2 separate regions of the Rattus norvegicus genome follow, and region 2 is linked to region 1. A link is a contact called in public Hi-C data. All regions are on one chromosome and are shown on one strand. Each heading gives the region's core, a stretch centred on a gene start, on an enhancer-like site or on the middle of the called end of the contact. The rest is flanking DNA. Distances are from core to core; before and after follow the strand shown. Region 1 holds the start of Mybl1 (MYB proto-oncogene like 1). Region 2 overlaps Adhfe1 (alcohol dehydrogenase, iron containing, 1).

The links. A called contact is a pair of places that touch in the nucleus more often than the background predicts.
Region 2: a Hi-C map of liver shows a contact between it and region 1, with 4 times the contacts expected there. The contact joins the enhancer-like site here to the promoter of Mybl1 in region 1. A contact is called at or near these places in 12 of 12 Hi-C or Micro-C datasets (the A7r5 cell line, the Rat2 cell line, Schwann cells and 7 more) and 1 of 1 datasets of contacts at active chromatin or transcription factors (oligodendrocytes).

Annotation. Positions count from the first base shown.
Region 1 is chr5:14,364,480-14,367,179 of GRCr8, reverse strand. Mybl1 (MYB proto-oncogene like 1) reads right to left here and starts at 1,412. Exons shown (of 16, transcript NM_001106632.1): 1 at 1,036-1,412. The coding sequence starts at 1,055.
Region 2 is chr5:14,491,024-14,493,723 of GRCr8, reverse strand. The region is part of intron 13 of Adhfe1 (alcohol dehydrogenase, iron containing, 1); the gene reads left to right. Among named protein-coding and RNA genes, the nearest start is that of Adhfe1, 23 kb to the left of the region's middle. Within about 2 kb of position 1,328, at least 11 of the 93 cell types and tissues checked have an H3K27ac peak or open chromatin away from gene starts, as enhancers often do. A contact at or near this core is called in liver, where this site is marked.

The DNA.
Region 1 (2,700 bases), core at 163-2,662:
TTATGTTGATAGCTGCAGAACCAACCTACATACAGAAGATGCTTAATAAATTAATAAAGCCATGTATTCTATGCATAGTTATTTTAAATCAAAATCTGCATTGGATGACTCCCAGTACTAAATTTCAGCTCAGGAAATAAAACTCTTAAGATTTTGAGGCTATGTTTCTAGATAAATGAAAGTATTTGGAAATTCTGCCAAATGCTTTTCAGGTTTCCTTATTACTGAGAAAACTGAAAATCCAGACAGTAGATTTTTGTCATCCGATTATGCTACACAATTTAGGAGTAGCTATTAGAATAGCATAAAATAAAAGTTAGGTGCATACACATCTTTCAACAAAAGCAAATCTTTCAACAACAACAATAACATTGTGTCCTACTTAATACAACACAGATACAATCAGAATCAAACATGAATACTTGAGATACAAAGTAACTCAAACACATTGGTTTAGGATCAAGTTTACTCGATGGTAACAACGTAACAATGTCCTCATAAGATAATAAGGGGGAAAAAATCTCAGAACAGCAGTGTGTACATGGGAGATTTAACAGGTTCCCTTCTCAAGATTTCACAGAAATGTCCGCCCAGGTTTGTTTGTCATGGAGATCCAAAGGAGGATTTTGATTTGGCACCGTAAGTCAGAGGAGAAAACCCCACTTCAAATCATCCAGGCAAACACAACTACTTCCCCTGGCGTGGCATATCCCCTGGCAGTGCACAAACTTACTTGGCAAGAAACCTCCCTGTAAGTGGCTGTGAGAAGTTAGGAGTCTGGGCGTGAGCTGTGGGAGAGTCCGTCAAAGCAGCAACCTGAGCATTTGTTAGAGTCCTCCATACAGCAGTCTAATAATGATGGAGTCTAATAATGATGGATGCGCTCCGGCCAGCGCGGCCGAATCGGGTGTGGGACACCGAATAGAAAAACCTATGCCCAGGCCCGAGAGGGCCTGAATGGGGACCAGCAGGAAAGGACAGAGAGCAAGAGCCGAGACAGGGCCGCTAGGCCGGGGCCGAGGGGATGGCACCCACCTGCGCGACCTCTTCGCCATCCTTCAAGTACCGCATAGGCGCGGGCTGGGCGGGGACGCGGGTCAGCCTCCTCCAGCCTGGGGCGAGTGCGCCCTCTCCGAGACCCACCCGCCGCTTACCCCGCTCCTTCCCTCAGGTGGCCGAGAGAGCGGAACGCAGGCCCCGACAGGTCAGGGCCAGGCGGGACTGAGGGACAGAGGGGCGGACCAAGACCCGCTGCTCCTAGCCGCGGCCCGGCCCGGCCAGGGATGCCCTGGACATGTCAGGAGCCGTGCTCCCGCCCTCCGCCCGCCCCTCCCGCCGCCTCCGCCTCCGCCTTGGAGCTGCCGGCCCTGCGCGGCTCCGTCACGGGCGCCGACCCCCGCCCTCTCCCCGCAGCGAGCAGCTCTGCAGCACTCGCAGCCTCCTGCAGGGTTTTGTCCGCACCGCCGAATCTCGCGCCCAGCCTCCCTCAAGAGCCGCCGTTTGAATCTGCGCACGCGGCCCCGAACCTCATTGGCTGGGGCGGCCGCGCGCAGGGGGGCGGGGGCGGGGCGGCGAGCGCGCGCGCGGCGGAGGGCGGGGTCGGCGGGGCTAGAAGCCAGGACTGGAACTCGCGGGAGTCCGGGAGCGCCGCGGAGCCAGGGGGTGGGGAGGCGAAGGCGCGAGGCCGGTTCACGGGCCGAGGTGACAGGACCCGGAACGCTGTGTGAGCCAGCCGCACGGCAGTGGGGCGCGCGGAGGTTGCTGGGAAGGCGAGTTTCTGCGCTCCGGGGAGTGAGCCGGAAGAAGAGCCGGGCCGACCCAGCCGCTGCCACCTCGGGAGGAGTGTGGAGCGTGCCTCTGGGGCGGGGACAGTCCGGGTTCTGGGCAGGGGAAGACCTCGCGGGTGCTGGTTCGCGCGCCGTGAGCCTCGCCACTTAGGGGCGCGGTCTTCTACTTAACCTTCTAGCCAAGGCCGTTATTTTTTTAAGCATGTGTGAGTTAGTTCTACGCAGAAATGACAAGGAAATTGGCCAAGTCCCTTGTTTTCCCCAAAGATGAATAACAGTGTGACAAGGGTGACGTTGTTATCTAGAGGCTTGCGTGGAACGGGAATGGGTTGGTAGTGCTCAAGAAGCTCAACCTCGTACTCCATCTACAAAGGGGGCGGGATGCTCTGCGTGGCGGAGGAGCCCAGAGTCGGGGAGGTGCGCCTCAATGCTGGGATAACTGGAATCTTGCGTAGGGGAAGGAGCTTCTTACAGTTGCAACTTCTCTTAACAATTGGAATTACACGGTTAAAGAAGCAAGCAAGGAGATTATTAACTACAGTAATGATTAGACACGACGAGGAGCCCAAATTTGCAAGGCACCATGCTCTACTGCATAGAATGCTGAACCACAGATTAATATTATAACAAACTGACATTTTTGCTATTTTGAAACTGTACGCATCGTCTTTTGCAAATCAGAGACAGATACAGGTGCAGATACAAATCAAGATGAGCTTGCAATTCGTTACAATCAGGTAGACACACGCTCTCTTTTTTAAAAGAACTTCCTTTTTCTCAAGATAGATTTTGGGAAGGAAAAGCGCTTCTAAATTATTTTCTGGGTTCCATAGTAACTTCTACAGAGAGACTAATTTAGATATTAATATTTTGAGACAGGTGTTGTTATGTTACCCCAGTCTGACCTCGAACT
Region 2 (2,700 bases), core at 79-2,578, 130 kb before region 1:
TGCTACCATGTGCTTGCTGGGAATTGAACTCTGGACCTCTGGAAGTGCTCTTAACCACTGAGCCATCTCTCCAGCCCCTGGTTGATATTTCAAATTCAGACTCCGGTTTCTGGTCAGCTGGGATTGAATGATCAGCGGTGATTAACAATAGACCAGCAGCATTGAAGTGAACCTTGACTTTACTGAGATAATGGATTCTGGCTAGCTGGGGCTGAAAAATCAACTGTGCTTAATCAGAGACCAACATCACCATCAGAGTTTCTGGGGAGTATTTCCTGAGGGCTACTACACAGAAGCTGTGGTCTAGAGGGGACAAAGGCTACATCTCAGGCTGGTAACCAAACTTGGTTATGGTAAGAGTCTTCTCCAAGGTACTGGTTTTGGCAGTGTGATAGCAGACCAGTAAGCAGTGCCTCCATGGCCCCTGCTTCAGATCCTGCCTCCAGTGTCCTGCCTTGAGCTCCTGCCCTGACTTCCCTTGGTGTTAGACTGTGACCTGGAGAACTGTCACAGTGAAATTAGCCTTTCATCCCCAGGGTGGGTTTTAGTCTGTGTCTTGTCACAGCAACAGAGAGCCCTCAGTAGAACAGATATAACCTGCAGATGAAAAACTGGTCTGGGAGGTTTGGTTTTGATTTTGGTTTGGTTTGGTTTTTGGCAGCAACAAACACTTTACGGAGATGCCATGACAACCTCCGAATTTACACGTACGGTGGGCCAATCTTCACTCATTAATAACTACCAGGTTTAATGTAATAGGATTCGGATATACTGGTCCCTGCAAAAAGCCTTGGCAGAAAGCTAGTCCTATACAGTTCTTCTCTGATAAAGGCTCTTTTATACTCAGAAGTCAGGGGTTGGCTTTCTCTAGAAGGACCAGCAGGCAAACCAAACACCACAGCCTACCCTAGTGGCAGACAATGGCAGCCCTGCTCACAGAGGCTTCCACTCAAGGCCCAGCTGCAAAGGGAGTGGGCAAGAACAAACTCACCTTCAGAGCTGGATTTCTGAAACCTCTGGAAAGAACCATTTTACATTTCAAATCAAAACATTTCATCACCAGGGAGAGCTGTCTGCCCAAGTGAACACTCCCACGCTTGGTAGACGGACCAGCTTGAAATAGTGTTATTTTATGAATGTGCTAAAAGTAGAAGTATTTATTTCAGTGCCCATATTAATCAGTTGTTCTCTGGTCTTCCCAACCGTAAATAATAAATAGCACATTGCCCAACACATCTTCATTCTGAAATCGTTTGGCTTTTATACAGTGTGGGATCAGATACTTTGTCCCCGTCTGTGTTTGCCCAATCACTGAGGTTGGAAATGTCAAAAGGACAGGTAGGAAAAGCGTGGGCTTAGCTGCTCCCGAGAGTCCAGGACTGGTTGCCTCTCCAAAGATGAACAGATCATGGTCAAAGGCTCTGAGCTCATCAGAGGACTCCTACTCGTTATTTCCTCCCACTCTCTCTCATTTTTATTTTCTAATTGTAGTAAAGTCATGTTAATTTGTCATTTTAATAACGTTCATGTGTACATTACGATGCTACTTGACAAATGCATGGCACTATACACTAACCGTTACCCACATGCATGGGTAACTTTTTGTTTAGTATCCGAGCTAGCTCTGTGTCCACCAAACAACGCCTGCCCTGTTGTCTCTCTCACAGCCTGTAGTGACTTAAGCCCTCTGGAAGTGCCTAGGCTGGGCGCTCCATGTCCAGGGCTCTGGGACCGGCTTATTTTCTCTTAATGTGCTGACCAGTTCGTAGCATGTGTCAGCCCTGGTCCTGTCTGAGGATAAGTTACATTTCTCTGTGTGAACAGACCACATTTTGTTTACCCATTTCATGCATGTGTTAGAAGACATGCGGGTTGTTTCCACCTCTGACTCTTCTGGACACTGGTGTACACACACGTGCTTGTGCCCCTTCTGTTTCTTGGAGGAAGTATGAGTAGAGCAGTTAATTCGCATGGTAATCATTTTATTTGTTTGGCTTTGTTTGAGACAGGATCTCACTTTGTAGCCCAGGCTTGCCTTGATGTAGCCCAGGCTTGCCTTGATGATCCCAACTTTGACTCCTCAGGTGATGGGATTTCCAGCATGTACTACCAATCTCGGCCCAGTTTTTCACTTCCTAATGCACTGGCAAACTTTTCCATGGTGCCCACACCATTCTAGTAACAACATGAAGGATTCCAGTTCTCCAACCCCCTTATTTTCTCCAACAATTGTTAGTTTCCATTATTTTATAATGGCCATCCCAGTGGTGTGGGATAGATTAAATTTGCACACACACACACACACACACACACACACACACACACCCCAAAAGCTAAAAATACCAACCATCTTGTCCTGTGCTTATTGGCCATTCATGTATTTTTCTTGAGAGAAATTTTTTTCAAGTCTTTTGCTGATTTCTGGGTTGATCATTTGGTATTTTGCCGTGGTGCTCTAAGAATGATCTGTATATTTCAGGCATTATCACATATACTGTTTGCATGTTCCTTCAGGGCTTTTGGGGCTTACGCCTGGAGCTTGACTTCCTTCTGAGGAGAGGCAGGCAACAGGCGTCTGCAAGTGAGACATAAGTTCAAATGTGATCACTGGTGGGATGGGAAACCTGAGGAGATGGAGTGAAATCCTGTGGGGACGATGTGGAGGGAACTCCAGTGAGGGCAGTCAGGTGGCTGGGTGAC